Regions from separate parts of the Bombyx mori genome. Here region 2 is linked to region 1. A link is a contact called in public Hi-C data. All regions are on one chromosome and are shown on one strand. Each heading gives the region's core, a stretch centred on a gene start, on an enhancer-like site or on the middle of the called end of the contact. The rest is flanking DNA. Distances are from core to core; before and after follow the strand shown.

Region 1 (6,272 bases), core at 1,198-3,697:
GTTAAAACACAGAAAGGAGCTGTGAACGTGAAAGATATCAAAGCACAGAATATTAAAATTGAAACTGTTGAAGGAGAAGTCACAACTGAAGGTCGAATACAAGCAAGCAATATTGAACTTAAAACAGGCTTAAATTCTGGCATTAAGTGTCATAATGTTATGGCTAATTCCTTCATTGTCAGCACACATGCTGGGCCCATAGCTGTAAAGTCATGTTACAGTGATAATTCACATTTCACAACATTGATGGGTAACATTCGTCTTGACCACTTACATAGATCTGTGTTGATTGACATCATCCAGCGAGGGAACTTACACATAACTGGATTCTCAGGGAATATCCAGGCCAGCCTGAAAAGTGGTGAGGTCTACATGCATGCATCACAGTTGATGGAAAAAAGCAGTATCTTCATTCATGAAAAAGGCAAAGTTGAACTTCTCATTCCAGATATAATAAATAATTTGCCTGCAACAAATCTGATAGCTGAAAAAATTACTGTTGACGATAAAATATTGAAGCTTGGAAGATTCATGGATGATTCACATCCAAAAAGGTTTCGATTTGAAAAGGAACCACATAATGAGTTGCATATAGTGTGTAAGAATGGCTCGATTGATTTGAAAGAAACAGATCTCCCGTTTATAGTGTGATTGCTGCAATTCTAATAGTTTTTTTTTTTTTGTAAATATTATATTGTATTTTACTATGTTAGTAAGACTTGAATGTTATTTATTTTTTTAATTAAAAATAGTGTTTATAATTTTGTTTAAATACATCAAGTTTTATTTGAAACTACACAGTAATTCAAGTGTAATCTATAGAACAAGAAATCTTATGTGCTTAACAAATTTATTCCAAGTATTAATTTTCTTTTTACACAATGACATTTGTTGAATCTACCTTTTTTAAATGTCATTGTTATAGTGGTTTTGTTAAATGAATGCTGTATTACTACTGTGAAGTATTATTTATATATTTAGTTAGTTGACATAGAGATTGACAATGGCAAGAGTGAGCATTTGTATCTTGAAAACATAGTTTGTTAGTAACTCAGCTTTTTGGTAGATTTCTTCCATTGTATGATAATCAACCCAGGGGTACTAAGGTCAGAACGATGCCTTCAATGAACACTACTCTAACTCAAAATTTTGAAATTTTCGTTTTTCAGGCAAATCGCTTCACTATTTTAAAAGTATTACAAATTCATTGTTAATGGGGTTCGAAGCAAGAGTAAATCAACTAGTTACACAAGAAAAAACCATAAAATCTTTATTATTGCAGATATATTTATCAACTTTTTTCGTTTAAACTCTCCTCCTGTAAACCTAAGAATTTGGAGTTAGAGTAGTGTTCATTGAAGGCATCGAGAAGATCTAGGAAACCAATCTACGACTAAATACTTCCATGCCAATATGGCTTGTGGTAGGTGAGAATCACGTTTTCATGTCAACTGGTTTAACTAACCGCTTAACAAGTTACTATGTGGGCCTTCAGTGTTTGCTCGTCTTAATGGCGAAGTATCCGGAAACGGAACCTGGATGAATTAGCGGTTGGCTAAATCAATAAATACATAGACCATTTCTGGAACCTAAGAGACATAACATAGAGAATCAAATACCCTTTGTAAATTCAGAGTTTCCGAATAATTAAAAAGATTATAAAGAGATCTTTTTATGGAGATAATGTGAGACACCCAATAACAGTATATGAGACAAACTAATAATTCCGAGCGGGTCCGAAGGTCCATTTATAAAAAAAAAAAAACTATTAAAAATGTATTTAGCAGCGAAGTCTGTGCTGTTTGAACAATTATTATTTCTGCCATTTATTGAAATTGAATTGAATTGACTGAATTGTCAGATCGTATGCGAAGTTTTTTTTATTGCTTAGATGGGTGGACGAGCTCACAACACATCTGGTGTTAAGTGGTTACTTGAGATATAAGTTCTAAGGTCTCACTATAGTTACAGTTAAAAATATGACCACCTCTGGTTCTAGGTTTGATATATTATCTAGGTATAGTAAATTTTAAATCATAGCAATATTAAAGTTTAATTATTAATTTATTTAAATCATTCTAGAACACAACCGTGTTCACTAACTAATTAGAGGCGGTCGTGTTTAGGTAATTAAAACAACTTCTATGCCTCTTTCTTGCGTAAAAGTAGTAATAATTTATACCTACCATGTCCAGAAATCGCGAACACCGAAGAAAATACTTTAGTACTAATTTGTCAAGGCGTCTGCATATTGTGTTGTCTGAAAAATTGGTCATAAGAGAGTGAAGTTATTAATAGATATTAATATAATTACGTGTGCAAAAACATATTGAATTGTTCTATTATTGAATCGTTATGGTATCTTATTATAGAATGTTACGACGTTGAAGATGTGTATGTGGTTTATCACGTAGTCCAATTGTGGAGAAATAAATTATTATCATTAGTTTTAGTCTTTTTCTTAACTATCCTTAATTGTTTACAAACGATTACTATCATTCCGTAATATTTTGTTTATTTTTAACTAGGTAATTGTTAATTGGGTACAAAGATGAGTTAGTGCTGAGCGGCGGGGCGCTGCTTTATTCTGATAACGAGGCTGTTTATATGCGCGAGCGTCGCTGCCGCGCGTCAGTCACTCCGCCATGCCGGCCTGTGCGCCTGAGTTTTCCCGCCTCGCGCGTTCTAACACAGAGCTAGTCTTTTCGCCGCGCAAGAGATGCTCTCACCAGCCACCACCTTTCACGGCTTTGAGGCGATCTTTCTCGTCAACGTTTTCGCTTATACCAGAAGAACGTGCCATTAGCCCCGAGCGACCGCCGCCCGTGCCGCACCTGATTCGACTCCTCACCTGGGGACCTCGTCTAATGCTGCGCCCGGTCTTCGCTCTCCTCAGCATTGTCTCGCATCCGGCTTGGAAACAAATATTAGTGGTACTACCGACGCTGTGGATTGCTGCTTCGCTGTTTATATTCTGGAAATGTGTGCAGTGCCCTATAAGTGTTCTTAAGATGATTGCTCGAGTTATTAGTTCGAAGGGGAATAACAAGCCTCGGACAGTCCTCATCAGTGGCGGCAGTTCAGTGCAAGCTTTACATTTGGCGAGGAATTTCCATTCGGCCGGTGCGAGAGTAGTGGCTTTCGAAATAGAAGGACAGTTTGCGCTACTGAAATACTCAGCAGCTGTTCATAAATTCTATTCAGTGCCGAGGCCTAATCCCGCTGATCCTCTTGCCTATGCTCGAGCATTAAAAGCGATAGTGGAACAAGAGTCTGTTGTATTCTACGTGCCGGTGAGTTCAACGACACCGGCCTATTATGACGCTCTCGCAAAACCACACATGGAAGTGGTGGGATGTCAATGTTTTGTTCCTTGCGCTCGAGATGTCGTCACACTGGATGATCCTTTGGAATTAATGCGAGTCAGTCGTGCTGCGGGTCTGATCACTCCGCAATTCTGGGTCGTAGCGAGTGACGAAGATGTTCGCGCGTGGTACGACAGCGGAGCTTCTAAAGAGGGACGTCACTTCATTGCCAGCGCCGGAGCCCGAGGTGCTCGTGATCGCTTACGTTTTGTGATGCCCGAAGAGAAAACACAATTCAGATTCCCCCGTGAAATCAGCGCTGAAAAGCCTTGGGTCATTGTCCGAGAGCCTAAAGGAGAAAAAATCGTTACGTGCACAACTCTGAAGGAATCTCGTGCGGTCAATAATGTGACGTGCCGCGTGGATGCTGCCCGCAAAGGTCTCGTTCCACAGAAAGATGACGAAGCTGATGCTTGGGTTCAAAGATTCGTGTCATTCCTTGCGCCAGTCAGACCCATGACGGGGCACGTGTCGTTCAGGCTCGTTCGTGAAGAAAATCCATCGAACGGGCACTCGAATAAGCTTATAGCCATCGGTGCGAGGGTTGGAGTGTCTCTACCGTACTTATGTCAAGGGCAGACCAGGTGCGGACACGCGGCGGCCGTCGGGAAGCTGCTGGATACAGTTTTGGACACGCGCGAAGCATTATTCGCGTTTTGGGACCCGCTGCCGTACTGCGCGTACTACCAGTCCAGAATGCCGGAAGACCGACGGTCGCTGCCGCCGGAGCCGTGCAAGACACCACCGAATGTTCCCCTCTGAAACCACTGTTTTTCAGCGTAGGGATTATTTATTATAGACACTCAAGTACCTGAAGAGTGCACTAGTGAGCACTCTGTCGGCGCGTGCCGTAACTAAGTCTGTTGCTCTCTTTTTGTTGTAACCTCGACGCGCTTGGGACTCGCAAGCGATAGGTCGAGGCAACGACACGACATATTGTAACTACTAAGTAGATTATTTTATAAGCACTTCATTGAATTACTTTGTATACTATTTTATATTAAGACGTGTAATAAAGATGGATTTAAAATAAAAACACTGTTTTTCTTTTAAGCATCCTTCGGTTACCTAAGCATCATCCTTTAAGCGTCACGTAGGCACTGTGACTTTGTCGTATTAATTAATTACAAGTTTATATGTTTCATAACGAGCACGGCTTAGTCGAGATAATTAAGTACTTGTGTCAAATATAAAATGGAAAATTCCAGTCGAGAGAAAGTCAAGGGTCGTCAACTGATGACTTTAACACTCCAAACAATAATTTTAATGATAAAATGATTAATCCATTTCATAACATTCAAACAAATAAATATTTTAAATTTAGAATGAATTGTTTTCAATTCGGTTCATTTCCCTTCTGTTATTTTCAGCTTTATTTGGTACACAGAATGAATCACAATGTCCGACCTGGAATTGTATTTATATATTCATTTACCCAGATCTTCAAGGTGGTGTTCTTTTCTTTGCAGTACAAAAATACTCGCTTTATTATCACACGGATGCAGCGTGAATTATGCTAATGATTAATTATGGAAAAAAAATCTTTATGTAATTTACATTTTATCACACACATAGATAATAAAGGTTATTTTATTGATTGTGCATTAATCAAATAAGTAAGTATAAACTTCAAAAACACCCGGCAAGCAATGGCTGCATTCACTCTGTGATTACTGTGATTGTTTAACATAAAATGGCCTATGAGTTGGTTTGTCAATTCAGAGCATAATTAAAAATATTTTAACCCGCCGAAAGTCTAAGAGGACATAAACGCCCGCGTAAGTACGTTGTATACGTGTTTAAAAATATATATATTGCATATACGGATGTAGGAGTTCATCAGTATTACCATTTAGTGGTTACTGGAGCCCCACACACGCAGTGGACACATGTGGTCTCAGCTCAATTGTATTGTATGTAGTATAGTTATTCTGCCGCCCTTTAAACCGAAACGCATTTCTCTACAGTGTGCTTAGTGCGAGTTTTTTAACGTTCTTGATAGCGTAAAAGTTTGAGTTATAAAAAAAGGGGTCGAATCTACCCGCACGGGACACCGTACCACAAGTCGTTACGAAAATTATATAACTATAGCGACCCGCCCTCACTTCGCTTCGGAAACATTAAAACACACATGAAACCAAAAAAATAAATAAAAAAAAGTAGCCTATGTTCATCAGGGACAATGTCGGCTTCTAATGGAAAAAGAATTTTTCAAATCGGTCCAGTAGTTTCGGAGCCTATTCGAAACAAACAAACAAACAAATCTTTCCTCTTTATAATATTAGTATAGATATAGATTTCCTGCTAGTTTGGTTTTTGTTACACGAAGACAGTTCTTGATCGTGAGACTCATTCGTAAACATGACTGCCTATACGTATCTCCTTAGAAAATATTAGGGGTTCAGCGTGTCAGGACTTTATCCAATTAAATAAAGTTGGATTTGTGATAATTTGATGTAATTTTATTGTATTTTACTTCGTGCGCTGTACGATGTGTCCGTGAGGTCGCCTACCGCTTTATTTGAACATCCTTTCCTAAATCACTATTATAAAGCCTAAGGTTTTTTTTACCATAAATAATGTTTTGTTGGTTCTGTATAAAAATATTTATTTTACAACAGGAAGATGGTATTGAGCGGATGTGATTAGGAGATGTATGGAAATGGTGTGCAAGGTACAGGAGGAAGAGATCGACCGAAGAAGACATGGATGGAGTATGTGAATGACGATATGAGAAAGAGAGAGGAGTGAGTGTTGAGATGACGGCCGATAGAAGAGAATGGAATAGAAAAATTCGCTGTGCCGACCCCACCTAGTGGGATAAGGTGGAGACAAAGGAGAAGAAAAGATGGTATTGAGCGGAAAGTCTGATAGAATGTGTAAAAAATTCAAATTTTAACAATAAAG
Region 2 (6,272 bases), core at 2,820-5,319, 42 kb after region 1:
CATGTTATTTGTTTTGGTGTAGTTTATTGATGGATTTTTTCTTTTTAAAAATTTTATCTGATTTCTTTTTGTTCCTTTTCTTTTTTCTTTTTTTTCTTTCAGATTTAATTAATTTTATAATCATTTGGTATTAGAACTAGATGTTAGCTGTGATTACCTATAATTAAGTGAGCACATGTCATGTTTTGATATTCTTGTACCCTATGTTTAAGCCAGTGTTTCATTTGTTGGTGATCCATTAAATAAATAAATATGTCCATAGATTCGGATTCACGTATGGAACTTTGTTTATTTAGGTCATTAGTACATAAATTTATGTTTAAAATACTCGTTTTAAACCTCCGAGTTGGCATTATCAAGAGATAGGAGAAGAAATAATTAATCAGATACAGTTCTCGAACGAGATAAAATAGATACTGAATAAAAACAAAGTTATTTTGGAAGCAAACAAACTTAGTAATGTCGAATCAAAGAAGTTAGTTTGACGTTTATAACTTTGACGTTTATAGGTCATTGACCTCTCATAATTGATTTTAACTAACGAACCCACAAACTAAATGCAGTAAACTGCAATGAAAGATAAGACTATTTAAAATGTATTATTATCAGCGGATACTGCATTTGAAATCAACATTTGGTGGCACTATTTTATCATTTCCATTTAGTTTTACGATCCGCGTACAAAGTCCGGCAGCAAGCTATATAATAACTCTGAACTTTGATTAATAAACAGATTTTTGTTTGTGTAGAACATTGATAATGATTAATGACATGTTTTAATTTAGTTTAAAAAAAAAAGGGTCGTAGGTCGTTGTGAATAGAAAAAAAAATTATATCGTTTAGTAGTTCAATATTGGTCCGAAATAAATAGTAGGTACAATTATTGAAATTGAAATATAGTTTTCCTTGACTTATTACGTCTTATTTTACTATTTCAATATCGTAGGTCAGTAAGCATTGCTTCTCTAACCCGATAGACACAGCCCACTAAATTTCTCGTCAATTCTTCTCATTATATCGCGACTCGGATCTGGTGGTGGATTCGAAGCATTGCATCTGCTAGGGCTAGTGTTAGTAAATTCTCTCAGGTTGAGCCCATGAGCTCACCTGTCCGTCCGGGCGTAGCTGGAATAGTCCCTTAGGCCACTAGAATAGCTAGGGAAAAAATACAACGTGACAGTTCTGTTCAGTATAGCTAAGTCATCGTGGTCTAAAGGATAAGACGTCCGGTGCATTCGTGTTGAGCGATGCACCGGTGTTCGAATCCCAGTCGTACCAATTTTTCTAATGAAATACGTACTGAACAAATGTTCACGATTGACTTCCACGGTGAAGGAATAACATCGTGTAATAAAAATCAAACTCGTAAAATTATAATTTGCGTAATTACTGGTGGTAGGACCTCTTGTGAGTCCGCACGGGTAGGTACCACCATCCTGCCTATTTCTGCCGTGAAGCAGTAATGCGTTTCGGTTTGAAGGGTAACGCAGCCGTTGTAACTATACTGAGACCTTAGAAGTTATATCTCAAGGTGGGTGGCGGTGGGATTTACGTCGTAGATGTCTATGGGCTCCAGTAACCACTTAACACCAGGTGGGCTGTGAGCTCATCCACCCATCTAAGCAATAAAAAAAACCTATGTTGTATTAAGAGGCAGTTATACATACCGATCCGATTCTGCCATACAAGTTAACCTACTTCCTACGTCTTCAAATTGGTTACGACATTAACATATAAAATTATAAAATTCTAAGAGACGTATGGAAAGATGAAGAAAGGAGATGTATGGAAATGGTAGTGCAAGGTAGAGGGGGAAGAGGTCGACCGAAGAAGACATGGATCATGGATGGAGTGTGTGAATGACGATATGAGAGAGAGAGGAGTGAGTCTTGAGATGACGGCTGATAGAAGAGAATGGAAGGGAAAAATTAGCTGTGCCGACCCCACCTAGTGGGATAAGGTGGAGAAGAAAAAAATGCGCGGTAACAATTATGAACGCTGTTTATCAATTTCGTCAAGCTTTTAATATAATTTTTATTGCTAGTTGGTAGTTTTATCTCATATTTATGGTTTATTTTAGAGGAAGTCTGAAAGTGGCACCTGTGACAGAGAGGTCGAGATGCGCGCGTTTGGCATAGTATGGACATGTGATGAGACGAAATGACAATGTAGTTGGTAAGTGAGTTTTAACTATGAATGTGGCAGGCTTTAAAGGAAGGGGAAGACCTAAGAAAAAATGGATGAATTGCGTGAAAGACAATATGTGTAAGAGGGGAGCGTAGAAATGGTATATGATAGAGGAGTATGGAACGAGTAAACATATTGCGCCGACCCAGGTGACTGGGAGAAGGACAGAAGAATGATGATGACTGAAACTTGAAGTACTACTAACTTAAGATCGAATTTCGAGGGAGAGGGACAGGAGAATGATGAAATGAGTTTTATCTCATATTTATTACTGGTTGTAGGGCGTATTGTGAGCCCGAAGGAGTTAGGTACCACAACCTTACCTACTTCTGCCTCGTGGAGAAAATGCGTTCCAATTTGTTGAATAAAATGGCATTTACCCTTTAGACTCTAGAAGATGTCCAAGATTTTTTAGACATTATTTTTTTATTGCTTAGGTGTGTGGACGAGCTCACAACCCACCTGATGTTAAGTGGTTGCTGGAGCCCATAGACATCTACAACGTAAATGCGCCACACACCTTGAGATATAGTTCTAAGGTCTGAGTATAGTTACAACGGATGCCCCACCCTTCAAACCGAAACGCATTACTGCTTCACGGCAGAAATAGGTGGGGCGGTGGTACCTATCCGTGCGGACTCACAAGAGGTCCTACCACCAGTAAAAACATTGAAAAATTCCCACCATCCCAGCCCATCGATCAAGTACCTCGCAAGCGACCCGGCCATAATTTAGAATATTCACGATGAATTATTTGTCCGTTCATAAATCAGTATAAATATAAACTCAGACGCGATAATTATGCGGCAGACAAACAGCTGATAGTGGATGGCCAATACATTCATAATGCAATTAGGATTTAATTGCTTTGCACTTTACACCTATCACGAGCAGACGGCGTGGGGCGGAAACCATGCGGGGCTTTTTAACTTTGAGACGCACGGTCAAAGTCCGGGGTGGAATGAAAATACGGTTGTATAACCACATAGTCAGATACACCGATGAAATCGATAACTATTCAAAAAGTATACATGTAATACTAACCGTCGCCTATGTATCTCTTGCCTGTTGCTGCCGCGAAGCATTAATGCGTTAGTTTGAGACAGCGGTTATAAATGAAAAGTCGTCGTGGCCTAAAGAATAAGACGTCCGGTGCAATTGTGTGTAGCGATGCACCGGTGTTCGAATCCCGCAGGCGGGTACCAATTTTTCTAATGAAATACGTACTTAACAAATGTTCACGATTGACTTCCACGGTGAAGGAATAACATCGTGTAACAAAATCAAACCCGCAAAATTATAATTTGCGTAATTACCGGTAGTAGGACCTCTTGTGAGTTCTCACGGGTAGGTACCACCACCCCGCCTATTTCTGCCGTGAAGCAGTAATGCGTTTCGGTTTCAAGGGTGGGGTAGCCGTTGTTACTATACTGAGACCTTAGAACTTATATCTCAAGGCGGGTGGCGCATTTACGTTGTAGATGTCCATGGGCTCCAGTAACCACTTAACACCAGGTGGGCTGTGAGCTCTTCCACCCATCTAAGCAATAAAAAAAAATAGCCGCTTCTCAAGGTGTGGTCACTTATGATCTCTATAGGCTCTGACAATACTTAACGCCAAGTGTATCATGACATATTTCATTAATTTCAAAAATCAAATAAAAAATACTTTATGGTATATGTCTTCGGCACCTCGCGTCCACTTCGTTCTGTCCCTTTTAAGTCGCCGCTCGTCAGATTCAGTATATTATACTTTACGCGAATTTAACACGGTGCATTTCATCAGCAGTCATTTTTAACAATTAACCTAAAAGCATAGATTGTGTAGGTTTATCATAGGTCAGTACCGACGGTATTGTTCGAAGGTCGACGATAACGAGATCACCAAGACGCCGCGTGCTGAGGTGTCTGAGATACGTAACGAAAACCGTTTTTATGCATTCCATTGCTGTCTTTAATCTGATTCCACCCGATCCACTAACGGTGCTTTTTGGTACCTCAAGAACCGGTCACAGTTCTCGTCGAACGACGAAGGGCTTGACGAGTTAATTAACCCTCAGACACACCCCACTGAGTTTCTCGCCGGATCATCTCAGTGGGTCGCGTTTCTGACCCGATGGTAGATTTTGCGAAGCACGGCTCTTGCTAGGGTTCGTGTTAGCAACGTCGTTAGGTTTGAGCCCCGTGAGCTCACCTACAAGTTAAGGTTCCGCTGAAATAGCCTCTCAAGGCTATCAGCTTAGGTACGAAAAAAAAAACATCTGAAATCAGAATGAAGCACTTTAATGCGTTACGGATTCCCCTTCTATTTTCTTCCCAAAACTGAATGATTATAAAAGGCAAAATGATTCGTTTATTTCATCATCAGCACCTACTGGTTTCTTTCTATCGAGGCGGTTTTGCATTAGAGTGGAATAGCCGTTGTATGATATAATACACACTTTTACCTGACGTCTCAAGGTGGGACGACAGTGTGTATCAAGGTGGGGAGCCGCCTGGCATCAGGTGCCGTGGTCTCATATACTTACCTAGCACAATAAAAGGAAAATATTAAACCGCATTTAATCTCATTCGTTTTCTGATTATCGGGCATCCAACGCTTGCTTAGATTCGTTTGGAAGTAACTGAACGTTTAGCGTTTAGATGACTCGATGGAGAGACTGGTAGTACTTACAGGTATACTTTAAGGAAGTTCCAAGGAAGTTCGAAAAAAATAAAATAAGAATAAGAAAAGCCAGAGGCCGAGCCGAACCGCTACTGCTACGGTACTGGCAGCCGCGGTCTGTAATGTGGTTTTGAAGTTTGAAAACATGGTTTCGAAACAATACAATACAGTACTACAGTTAGTTCATCAATACCTACATATTTTACTAAAATTTTGTAAGCTTGTACGTCTTAAATAATTCAGATAAAGGGTAGCAATATGAAATGGAATCAAAAACCGAGTAAAGCACCAGCTGGCACAATCAATAAGGAGACGAGGAGCCTACCGTTTTTTTTTCTTATATATTTACCGCTCAAATTCAAATTTCGGAATGTTTTGAACTCTATAACCAAGACGGAAAGCTCAAATCGATACACACGGGACGAGACGGTTTGTAATATTAACGTTGTAGATTTATTTACCCGGAAAAGCAAGATGGCGTCTGGCGTTTTTGACACATGAAATAAAACATTGTTTATGGGCGGGAGGTTCGCGAGTCGGGATGCGACATGCGAGAATGTCACGAAATAAGGAAATTCCAGATTTTTAATAAGCGATTTCTATTCATAGTCGTTTTATATCGACGGAGGTATCCGATTGATGGCATGATTGTTGACGTTCATGTAGCCAGAGACAAAATAGACGTTCACTAGAACGTAAATTTCCGTATAAAACATTATGCCAATACTGCTTAGCGGAAGAATGAAGAAGGTATGAAGTGCACTGTTATGGTTGTGTTTTTTTTGTAGTTTAATGCCAGGATTAATGGGATTTTGGCATTTAGGAAAACCACAATAAATGTTTTGGAAGTTAAACCCACAGCAAAAATATGTTTTGCAAAAATAATAATGCTAGTTAACGGCTGCTGAAAAACGAATTTGCTATCTGTGCTGTGCTGTCATTTTGTCTGAGTACGTCAGTTGGGTTGACAAGTTTTAAGCAGGGCTTGAGAACGGTTCGAAAAAACCAGCTCATTATAATTCCCAACTAGATTTTTGGCGCACACTCGCTAGGAGCGGAATCGATACGTGAACTTTATATTCGCCGGGATTAACCAGGTTAATTTCAAACGATTTGGGGGAGGGGCTTCCCGGCATCTTTTGTCCGAAAAGTTAGTTCTTGTTACTTATCTTTCGTCAATCATGCGTGCTTTTGTTTATTTACGCAGAAGAAAGCCTGAACGTGTATGTATAATATCAATAATTATAAGTTTGCCTACGTATGTTGCTAGGAGCGCTGTTCCAACTGCATACTTTAATTAGAGTTAACTTTTACGCTATCGATAACGTTAACTCTCACTAAGCACACGGCTGTATTCGCGCGTGCAACTATTACTCCATTATCGAAGCTACAAAATGTTTACCTAATCATAAATTCAGTT

What was found. Hi-C and Micro-C count contacts between places; a contact is called where the count stands out from the background.
Region 2: a Hi-C map of whole pupa shows a contact between it and region 1, with 2.4 times the contacts expected there. The contact joins the enhancer-like site here to the promoter of LOC101743105 in region 1. A contact is called at or near these places in 2 of 7 Hi-C or Micro-C datasets (both in whole pupa).

Annotation. Positions count from the first base shown.
Region 1 is chr6:13,969,956-13,976,227 of ASM3026992v2, forward strand. It overlaps LOC101743105, which reads left to right and starts at 2,448. Exons shown (of 1, transcript XM_004923508.5): 1 at 2,448-4,401. The coding sequence starts at 2,646. The coding sequence ends at 4,127.
Region 2 is chr6:14,010,407-14,016,678 of ASM3026992v2, forward strand. No RefSeq gene overlaps it. Among protein-coding and RNA genes, the nearest start is that of LOC105843008, 12 kb to the left of the region's middle. Within about 2 kb of position 4,070, at least 4 of the 8 cell types and tissues checked have open chromatin away from gene starts, as enhancers often do.